3 separate regions of the Drosophila melanogaster genome follow, and regions 1 and 3 are each linked to region 2. Evidence: chromatin contacts called from public Hi-C and HiChIP or PLAC-seq data. All regions are on one chromosome and are shown on one strand. Each heading gives the region's core, a stretch centred on a gene start, on an enhancer-like site or on the middle of the called end of the contact. The rest is flanking DNA. Distances are from core to core; before and after follow the strand shown.

Region 1 (2,810 bases), core at 5-2,504, 66 kb after region 2:
TGATTCACCGCACTCATCAATCATGGGTCACCGCATCTTGAGCAGCTGTCAATCAAATTTAGACAAAAACCAAAGCAATTCCTCAATATATTCCGTTTTTTTTTCCCCTGCACTGTAGTTTTTGTTGGTGTTGGTTTTATCAGCAGAAAACGCTGAGGAAGCCGGCTGGCGAAGGCAACAATTAAAAGCTGGCGAAAAACAAAAGCAGCTGAAATAGTGAACAAGATGCGGGCAGCAGCATCAGCACCACCACCACCACCACCAACAACAACAACAACAACAAGGAGCATGCCGAAAGATTCGCAACAAAAATCTGCTCAATCACTTTTCACTTAACCCAAACACAAGAACTTCAAGTTGAGCAGAGCAGAGTAGAGTAGAGCAGAGAAGGGAAGGCAAGGGGGGTTGCGAAGAGGATGTCGGTCGGGCCGGGGCTCAAAGCACTCTTCTGCGGGCAGAAGAAAGAAAGAGAGAGTGTGAGGGCAAAAGTGATGTGTGGGCTTTTGAACACCAGCAGAAACGAACAAAAAAAAGAGAGATCAATTTCATACTGCCCAACACGATACTATCCTGCACTTGATCAATCGAACTATATAGCCTGGCTATTGTTTATATTTAATTTTCATTATTTTCGATTGACCTCGTTAATCATTCTAACCATTTGCTATGAAACTACACACGCTCGTCACCAAATGCAATACCAATAAAAACATTAGTTGTCAGAAATTTTCAAATGACGCAGTGTACATATAAGCGATTTAGTACCATCTTCGGCGATGTTTGCGTATAGAATATACCCTAGGCCTGCTAATGGGTAGCACAAGGAACACGGGGCGTGCAAACAAACAAACAAACAGCAACAACAACGCCAAGCAGGCAAAAAGCAAAAGCAAACTTTACGTGTATGATGATATGCAAAAAAGGCCATGCCCTGGGTGCAAGTGAGATGGATAGATATGGAGGCTGAGTGGGGGTGGGGCAGCACACATGTGCCGGCCACTCACTCACACACTCGCACACTTGATATTTAATTCCTACTCCAAAAAGGAGAAGAAGCAGCAGCAGCATAAAAGCGATGGCTACGTCAGCATCAAAAGCAGCACTTGACCCACAAAAGTGCAAAAAAAAAAAAGAAAAAAAAAACTAAGAGAGTAGCATAAAGGAAAGCCGAAAATTTGTTCTTGTTGTTTGACCGAAAAATGTTTGCAAGCAAGCAAAAGTCAGGGCGGAAAGTGATGGAAGGGTCAGTCGATAACGGCGATGACAGCGTGAGAATTCATCGAAATTATCGCGATAATGTATTGCGTTACATTATGTGAATCTATAGGGATTGGATGATGTGTGCCTGCGAAGTGGGCAGAGCTCAATGAATGTTAATCAAAATTCAGTTCAATCGATACAGCTTATTTCAATTGCTTCATTTTCATTTTTAATTGCTTCGTACTTCAATAGACTTTGTATCATGCAGAGCATATCTTTTGGTGCTACGTGACTATTGGTAATCTTCTTATCTATCGTTTTTTCTTAAAGACTCTTCACCGATTGCAAGCTTATGCAAAAAGCTTTGGCCCAGACTTAAATGCTCATTAGAGTGCAGTGTGGGAGAACGGAAATGCCCCCCCTCTAAAGACCCTCTTACCATCCAAAAATATCTGAATCAGAATCTCCCACTTCCCCACACTAATTCCACAGCCTCTTGTTCACTCGCTGCAGCGTGTTATTGTTGTTGTTTCGCCATGCATTTCCAGCTTCTTAAGGGAAAGAGTTTTTCCAAAAGGGAATGCTTTTCAGGGTGGGTGGTTTTCAGATGTGTGTTTGCTATATGGTTCCGACTTATTGGCAGTTTCGAATGTGTCAGCAACAGCAGGTGCCGGTGCCACGCCCCTAAGCCCGCTCCTAATACCCGTTGATGATGAAAGTGCGTCAAATGGTTTTTTGATTTGCTTGTTAGCGTAACTGAGCTACAACTTCCCCTTGGACCCCTCTAATCCTGGGGAAATCTTGCGAAATCTGGGAAAACCTGGCAAAACCCCCTTTTTTCCTAATTGCGTATGCGTGTGCTGAGGCTTCTAGATCCTTGCGTAAATTTAACAAGTTCGCACTTGAGCCGAAAGCAAAGTGAAGCACAAAAACTACGCCTGCCAAAAGGCAAAAAAAAAGAATGTAAAGGAAAAGGAAGTGGGCTAACTAGACGAAGAATGGATCAGAACGGCACACAGAAAACCAGTCGGTAAGTTAAAAAACTTGGTCTTGGAAAAGCATATGTTTTTCTTAACATAGACTAATAATGTTAGCATATTTAATTAAACTATCCATGAAATCGATTAAAATATGTTTCAGACATATTTTGAACCAAGACAAATTGTATAATTTTTTCCAGTGCACCAGGGCGCATAAGGAAGCAAGTCTTTTCTAGGGATTAATTTGATTTAGATGTTCAAGCGTTTTGCCTCAAGTTTGCTCTGTTTTTCCTTTTCAGTCGACTTTTCAGACAGAACTGAACTTTTTCGACTTGTTAGATACTCTTGGCAAACTTCTTTATTTTTATTTTTTTTTGTAAATGTGAAGTAAAGTCGAATAGAGTTTGTATTATGATATCTAAATTTAGACGGAGCACAGGCTATTTTATACAGCATATCATAAAACAGAACAAATAACAATACAGCAAATTGTATAAATTCGTAAAATCATATAACCTATTTAACAACTTTACCAATTATTTGGAATGTCTTCTTTAGCCAAATTATATTTCACTTTGAATATGAACTATAGTTTGGAAAATTTACTTAGTTTTAACTGATTTCTTCTCC
Region 2 (2,867 bases), core at 347-2,846:
AAAGTGAGGCTGCAATAAAAATCGGTTGGTTGGTTAACTGGCAAAGCTAAAGACCAAATTAAATGCGCAAAAGTATACAAATTCAAGATGAAGTTTGGCTTGATTCGACTTGAAAACAGCGACACAATAAAATGCGTTTATAGTTTTATGATTAATTATAATAGTATTAGGCACTGTCAACAATAAGGTGCCGATAAGAAGTGACATTGCAGTCACTCGAAATAAATATGAAAATTGTTATTTTTTATTATAACCAGAGCATAGATAATTCCTAATTAACTACAAAGTCAAGTGGGTACATGTTATTCCTGTTCTTTAAACATCGCAACATATTAAGAATATGCAGTAAAACTGAAAGTGTTTGCAATATAAACTCCTTGGAAGTTCTTTCAAATTAAGTTGATGTCAAAAGTTAAAGCCCCCTGACTGTCTGGCCATAAACTTTAAACTTGTTTTCAAAGTAAACCAAACTCAATTGCAATTTCTGGCAGTGTGAGCCGACACGAAAACTTGTTTTGATGTCGCCCGTTTTTGCTGTTATTGTTATTAGCATTTTTCTCTGTCATTTGATGTTTTCTGTGGCCGTAGCCGAAATATAAAACAACACACAAATGAAAATAAAAACAAAATGCAAAGTTATGGCCCACAGTTGCGGGGCAGGTTTATATCGTATATGTGTTGTCTGTTTTTATTTTTTTTTTTTTTTTTGTTTTTTGCTTTTTGTCTGAAGACGAAACGCCCACGCGACCAACATTTTTTCGCCCGAACACAAGACTCGCGTTGCGTATACGTCGCGTGGTCTCGCGCTTTTGAAAACCCGTTGCCGAGCGAGGTAAATAAATAAAAAAAAAATATATGTCTGTATCACGGAGGCAGGGAGAAATAAAATCAAAGTGTTACACGACAATCCGTGCAGGTGTCATTGAGACTTGCGAATGATTTGGCGCCAGTTGATGGCGCCAACATATAGACAGATTCCAAGTGTCCCCCAGTCTCCGAAAACCAAAACCAAATCCAAATCCAAATCCAAAGCCAAAGCCAAAAACCAAAACTTCCCAAATACATTTCAATTTGTGCGGCTATGGCGATAAGTCCAAGTTTATCCTGTGGCAAACTGTCGCAAACTTTCGCACAAATCTTGTGGCAAGGCAAACAGTCAAGTGACTTCAGTCTTTGCAGCCAGTTTGCCATATCTGTTTGGCACAACAGCAGCAGCAAAAAAAAAAAAGGAGAAGAAAACCAGAAGCCTGTAAGGCACTCACTGAAAATATTCTCATTGCCGAAGCTGCAGAACAAATACACACACATTGTAAGTCAGCAAAATGTAGCATTTCGACACGGTAAAATAGCAATACGAGTTGACTTTCTTGTAATCGTAGGGCTCGCAATTCATGCATACAAAATGTTTTACAATACAAAACGAATTTGATATATGTAGTACATATGTGTGTAGCACCACCTTTGGCTTTCAAATTTGGCATGGAGTTTTTGTTTTTCAAACCATTTCGATGTCTTAAACTCTGCTAACTTGCGTTCTTTTCCATCTGTACAATCTCGTTGAAAATACTCTTCTCTATGCCCATTAGGTTCATAACAGCTATAAGAAACCGCAGCAGCTCTTAATTCTACGCTTCTGGGAATGGGAATTTAACCGCCAATTTAGAAGAATTCATTTAGTTCAGTTTCAAGCATCCACTTCCGTTTTCAGATCGACTCTGATACCAACAAGTCCCAGCTGAGCTTATCATATTTTACCATTATTATACACAACGTCTTTTGCGACTTTTTCTTCTTTTTTTTTTTTTGTTTTTGTGAGGAACTTTGGGTGACCAGCGAAAAAGCTAACGGGCAACGCAGAAGCGCAAATTAAAATTTTTAAATAAATAGCAACCAGCTGGCAAATATAATTCTCTTTCCCACTTCTTTTTTTATTTTTTTTTTTGCTGTTCTTGTATTGTGTGTGTTTTTTATTTTATTTATTTATATTTTAGTTGCCGCCAGATGCAGAAGCTGAGAATACCAAGAAATCCAAGAAATCCGAGAAATCCAACAGATCTGAGAGCTGCGTCCGTCGGTCAGCAAACTTTGGGCTCTGCCTTTTGGCTCTTCTAATTAAGATGAATTAAGCAAAATCATTTCGATTAGAAAAACGGAGGAGCCGCAGCAAGCAAAAAGCGCACAGCGATGGTGAAACAGCGAAAGAAACTAACTGTTCTTTGGGGCGTTTGATGATGAGCCGATGGATGGGATGACGATGGCCGCAAAAAAAAAGGGCAGGGAAAAGAAACAAGTAAATAAAATAGAAAAAAAAAAATAACAAAAAATAAAATAACGTTGACAGATGCTGAGAGATGCTAAATGACGATGAGGGCCCGTGTAATTGCTGTTAACTCTGGGGCATAATAACTTTATTAGGAAGTTCGTCTTGAACTTGCAGCAGCCGCCGCAATTGGGGGCAAATTTAAGTGCCCCCACCCCCCCTCACCCTCTCCGCACACGCTCACAAAAAAAAAAAAAGGAAAACGGAAATCTAGCCCATGGTAACTCGAATTTGATTGAAGATTCCGTTGTGAAATTTGGTGTGAACTCCATTTGCGTGGTCATGTGGCATCGTAGCTGGTAAGATACATGTAATATATTTTGAAAATACTTTTAGTCCCAAAACTATATACTAAATTATACATGTATATGATAATAGATTTAATTTTGTACTCGTATTCGTTTCCAGCAACTTGACTCACTTTTTTGGCCACGTTTGAATGCCCAGTTGCCTGGCACACGAAAACTTTCCGGCTTGTCGAAGCTTATTGTTGTGCTGTGTATTTTTGTGTATTTTAATTAATTAAGATTTATAAGCGTCGACCGAG
Region 3 (2,700 bases), core at 51-2,550, 87 kb after region 2:
TACGGTAACTACTTGATTAATAATAAAGACAATAAACGAAAAATCTATAAGGATCAGGTGAAACGGAAATATAAATATCAAAATGAAGATTGTGAAACCTAACATTTCTGTACTCCTATTATTTACATATGTATTACTTAATGAAATAATTTCAACCACATACTTGAAACTTACGCTGGGGGAGTCATGTATACCCTTACATACCCTCTTATTAGATTAAGTTATGTTAGAATACACATGGCGCTAAGCTTTTTGTCTGAGCTTAGCTTTATTTTTAGTCAGTAGATAAGAAGACCTCGATCTGTACACATCATTGAATAAACCCTCAATTTGTTAAGCGAAACCTTTCGTTTTGTTTTAACCCCTCTTTAATCGACAAAGAAGTCGATGGGTGCTTAACTGAGGAGTTCAACCTTCAACCTACAGACGACAACGAAGTCGTTTCTGGAGGCAACGATCTTTTGGACACAACGGTCTCTGCTCGGAAGGCCCTATCAACCTTCCACATAACTATATACATACACATGTACATATGAATTCGTAAGTGCACCTGGGTGTAAAAGCGCAATAATAGGCAGTAACGCGCTGATAGAATCGAAATATCGCCAAATATCGATTGGAAATTGTTTCATCGGGATTCTATCAAATGTTACGCTTTTTCTTCTTACGCGTGTTACATATTTTAAGCCGTAAAAAAATAAATTGATTAAATTCAAACTATTGCGCAGTAAAAATACTTGCGGGGCGCTCAAAAAGAACTAAAAACCGAAAGAAACGGAGTGAGAATTGCGATTCTAACGGTAAGTGGTGGCCGCTTTCCTTCATTTTCTTTTTCTTCTTTTATAAAACACTTGTACGCAGACTTTAAATATACGTATTAGAAAGATTCACTACAACAAACACTAAAACACTCAATTTAATATACATACTTTTGTACGTATTAGAAAGAATCACAACAACAAAAAAGAAACAAATAACACAAATTCCATTCGAATTGCACGTGCACTTGCACACATACATAAGTATGTGCATACATATGTATGTATGTATATGTAAAAACCGCCAATTAATCAAATAAAAATGTTATATTTCGAGGGGAAATAACTTCGACGGGCGGTGATCACTTGTTACGAGCACTTTTAACACGTTTTGCATAATTTTAAGCCCGATTACCTGCGTTAATTTGATTAAATTAATACTTTTCGGCAGCAGTGACGCGCGTTCGGCTTCAATGCGCGTGGTAAAAATAAAGTGTTGGTGAAGGAGGGGGAGCACAAAAGAGAGAGTCTAACGGAAGCTCTTATTTTTCGCGACTGAGATTCTCTCTTTGATCGCTTCTTTGAGCTTGGCTCTCTGGCCAAAGAAATTGCGGTACATGGTAGTTGGTTTATTTAACCTTCAATATATTAGTATTATGAAATCCATAAATAGTTTGATAGTTTTAAATTGTTTTCCCTTTAACTTGTAGTAAGACTTTTGACATTAGTAAGTCGGTGGCTCGATTTCGCACCCCTCTCCAGCAGCTAGAGATCCCGCACCCACCACTCTACACAATTGACCACGTGGTATGTAAATGCATACATACATACACACATATTTTTCGTGTTTAGTTTCTCACGTGAATACGCCTTAAGATAAGTTTTATTTATTTCACACACCCCCCCCCCCCCCCGCCTCTGATTACTTCCCTTGCGAGATTTCAATGGAAAATGGAAAACCAGATTGTTGGTGGATTTCCAACGGGAAACCACAATCGTGTCCTATGCAAATGTGTGATAAACGCAATCCTTTTGAGCGTCGATGGTGGCTAGATAACTCAAGGATCCAATTGAAATGCCAGCGCCATCATCGGCCAGCAACTTTCGTCGCCGGTCATTAGCGACATCCAATCCAATCTCAATGGGGTCCTGGTCCTTGGCAGAGCATCCCTGCCAGCGGAGCACTCCAACTAAGTTCGGAATGGCAAACTCAACTCAGCTCAACTCAAGTCAAATCGCGTGGCCCGAGGGTCCACACCCACTTGAGGGGACTCCTCGAGGATATGGAGATCGGGCTGACAGCTGCAGGCGGTACCGACTGCAATTAGGAGCGGCACAAGTGCTTCCAGATGACCATCGTAAATTATGTAGACGCGCGGGCGTAACCCAAACATCCAAAACATGGAAATCAAATTTCGATGGGCCAGCGCACAGATGCACATGCGATGTATGGATGTATGGGTGTATGGATGTATGGATGTATGGAAGGGGTTTGGCCTGACCACTCGAAAGTATCGGATTGCCGGGGCCGCAGGCGCCTGTGGGCGGGTCGTGCAAGGACTTGAGCCTCAGGATAAATCAGCCGGGGAATGTCGGGGGAACAGCCTGGAACAGCCTGCAATTGCACTCCAACTCTCTCTCACACTCGAAAAACTCTAAAAAAAATAATTAAAGGCTCTTGGACACCCGAGCCAGGATAATGACAGCCAGTCTTTGTAATGCGAGACGCAACTTCTCCTTCACATTTCTTGTTAGCGTTTTTCCTTTGAATTTGCGCCGCAAACTTTTGTTTATTTGTTTTGTCAACATTTCGGGATCTCTATTTTTTTTTGGAAGTCATCTTGGGTTTCGTAGCAAGTTTCGTATTCGTTTCATTTCATTTTGGAAAATCAGGAAATGCAACTCAATCAAACGGAGATCCATCCATTTTCATCCGTTCGTC

The links. A called contact is a pair of places that touch in the nucleus more often than the background predicts. HiChIP or PLAC-seq counts read pairs in DNA pulled down with a chosen protein or histone mark.
Region 1: a Hi-C map of the Kc167 cell line shows a contact between it and region 2, with 3 times the contacts expected there. The contact joins two enhancer-like sites. A contact is called at or near these places in 4 of 107 Hi-C or Micro-C datasets (the Clone 8 cell line, the Kc167 cell line, the OSC cell line and 1 more).
Region 3: an H3K27ac HiChIP or PLAC-seq map of the Kc167 cell line shows a contact between it and region 2, with 4 times the contacts expected there. The contact joins two enhancer-like sites. A contact is called at or near these places in 7 of 107 Hi-C or Micro-C datasets (antennal imaginal disc, cellular blastoderm embryo, embryo and 4 more) and 2 of 6 datasets of contacts at active chromatin or transcription factors (both in the Kc167 cell line).

The regions. Positions count from the first base shown.
Region 1 is chrX:3,059,572-3,062,381 of dm6, forward strand. All of the region lies in intron 5 of kirre (kin of irre), which reads left to right. Among named protein-coding and RNA genes, the nearest start is that of CG4116, 6.6 kb to the right of the region's middle. Within about 2 kb of position 1,255, at least 21 of the 39 cell types and tissues checked have an H3K27ac peak or open chromatin away from gene starts, as enhancers often do. A contact at or near this core is called in the Kc167 cell line, where this site is marked.
Region 2 is chrX:2,992,870-2,995,736 of dm6, forward strand. It overlaps kirre (kin of irre), which reads left to right. Exons shown (of 11, transcript NM_001258579.3): 4 at 1,992-2,290; 5 at 2,342-2,619. Among named protein-coding and RNA genes, the nearest start is that of rst, 20 kb to the left of the region's middle. Within about 2 kb of position 1,597, at least 9 of the 39 cell types and tissues checked have an H3K27ac peak or open chromatin away from gene starts, as enhancers often do. A contact at or near this core is called in the Kc167 cell line, where this site is marked.
Region 3 is chrX:3,080,426-3,083,125 of dm6, forward strand. All of the region lies in intron 5 of kirre (kin of irre), which reads left to right. Among named protein-coding and RNA genes, the nearest start is that of CG4116, 14 kb to the left of the region's middle. Within about 2 kb of position 1,301, at least 12 of the 39 cell types and tissues checked have an H3K27ac peak or open chromatin away from gene starts, as enhancers often do. A contact at or near this core is called in the Kc167 cell line, where this site is marked.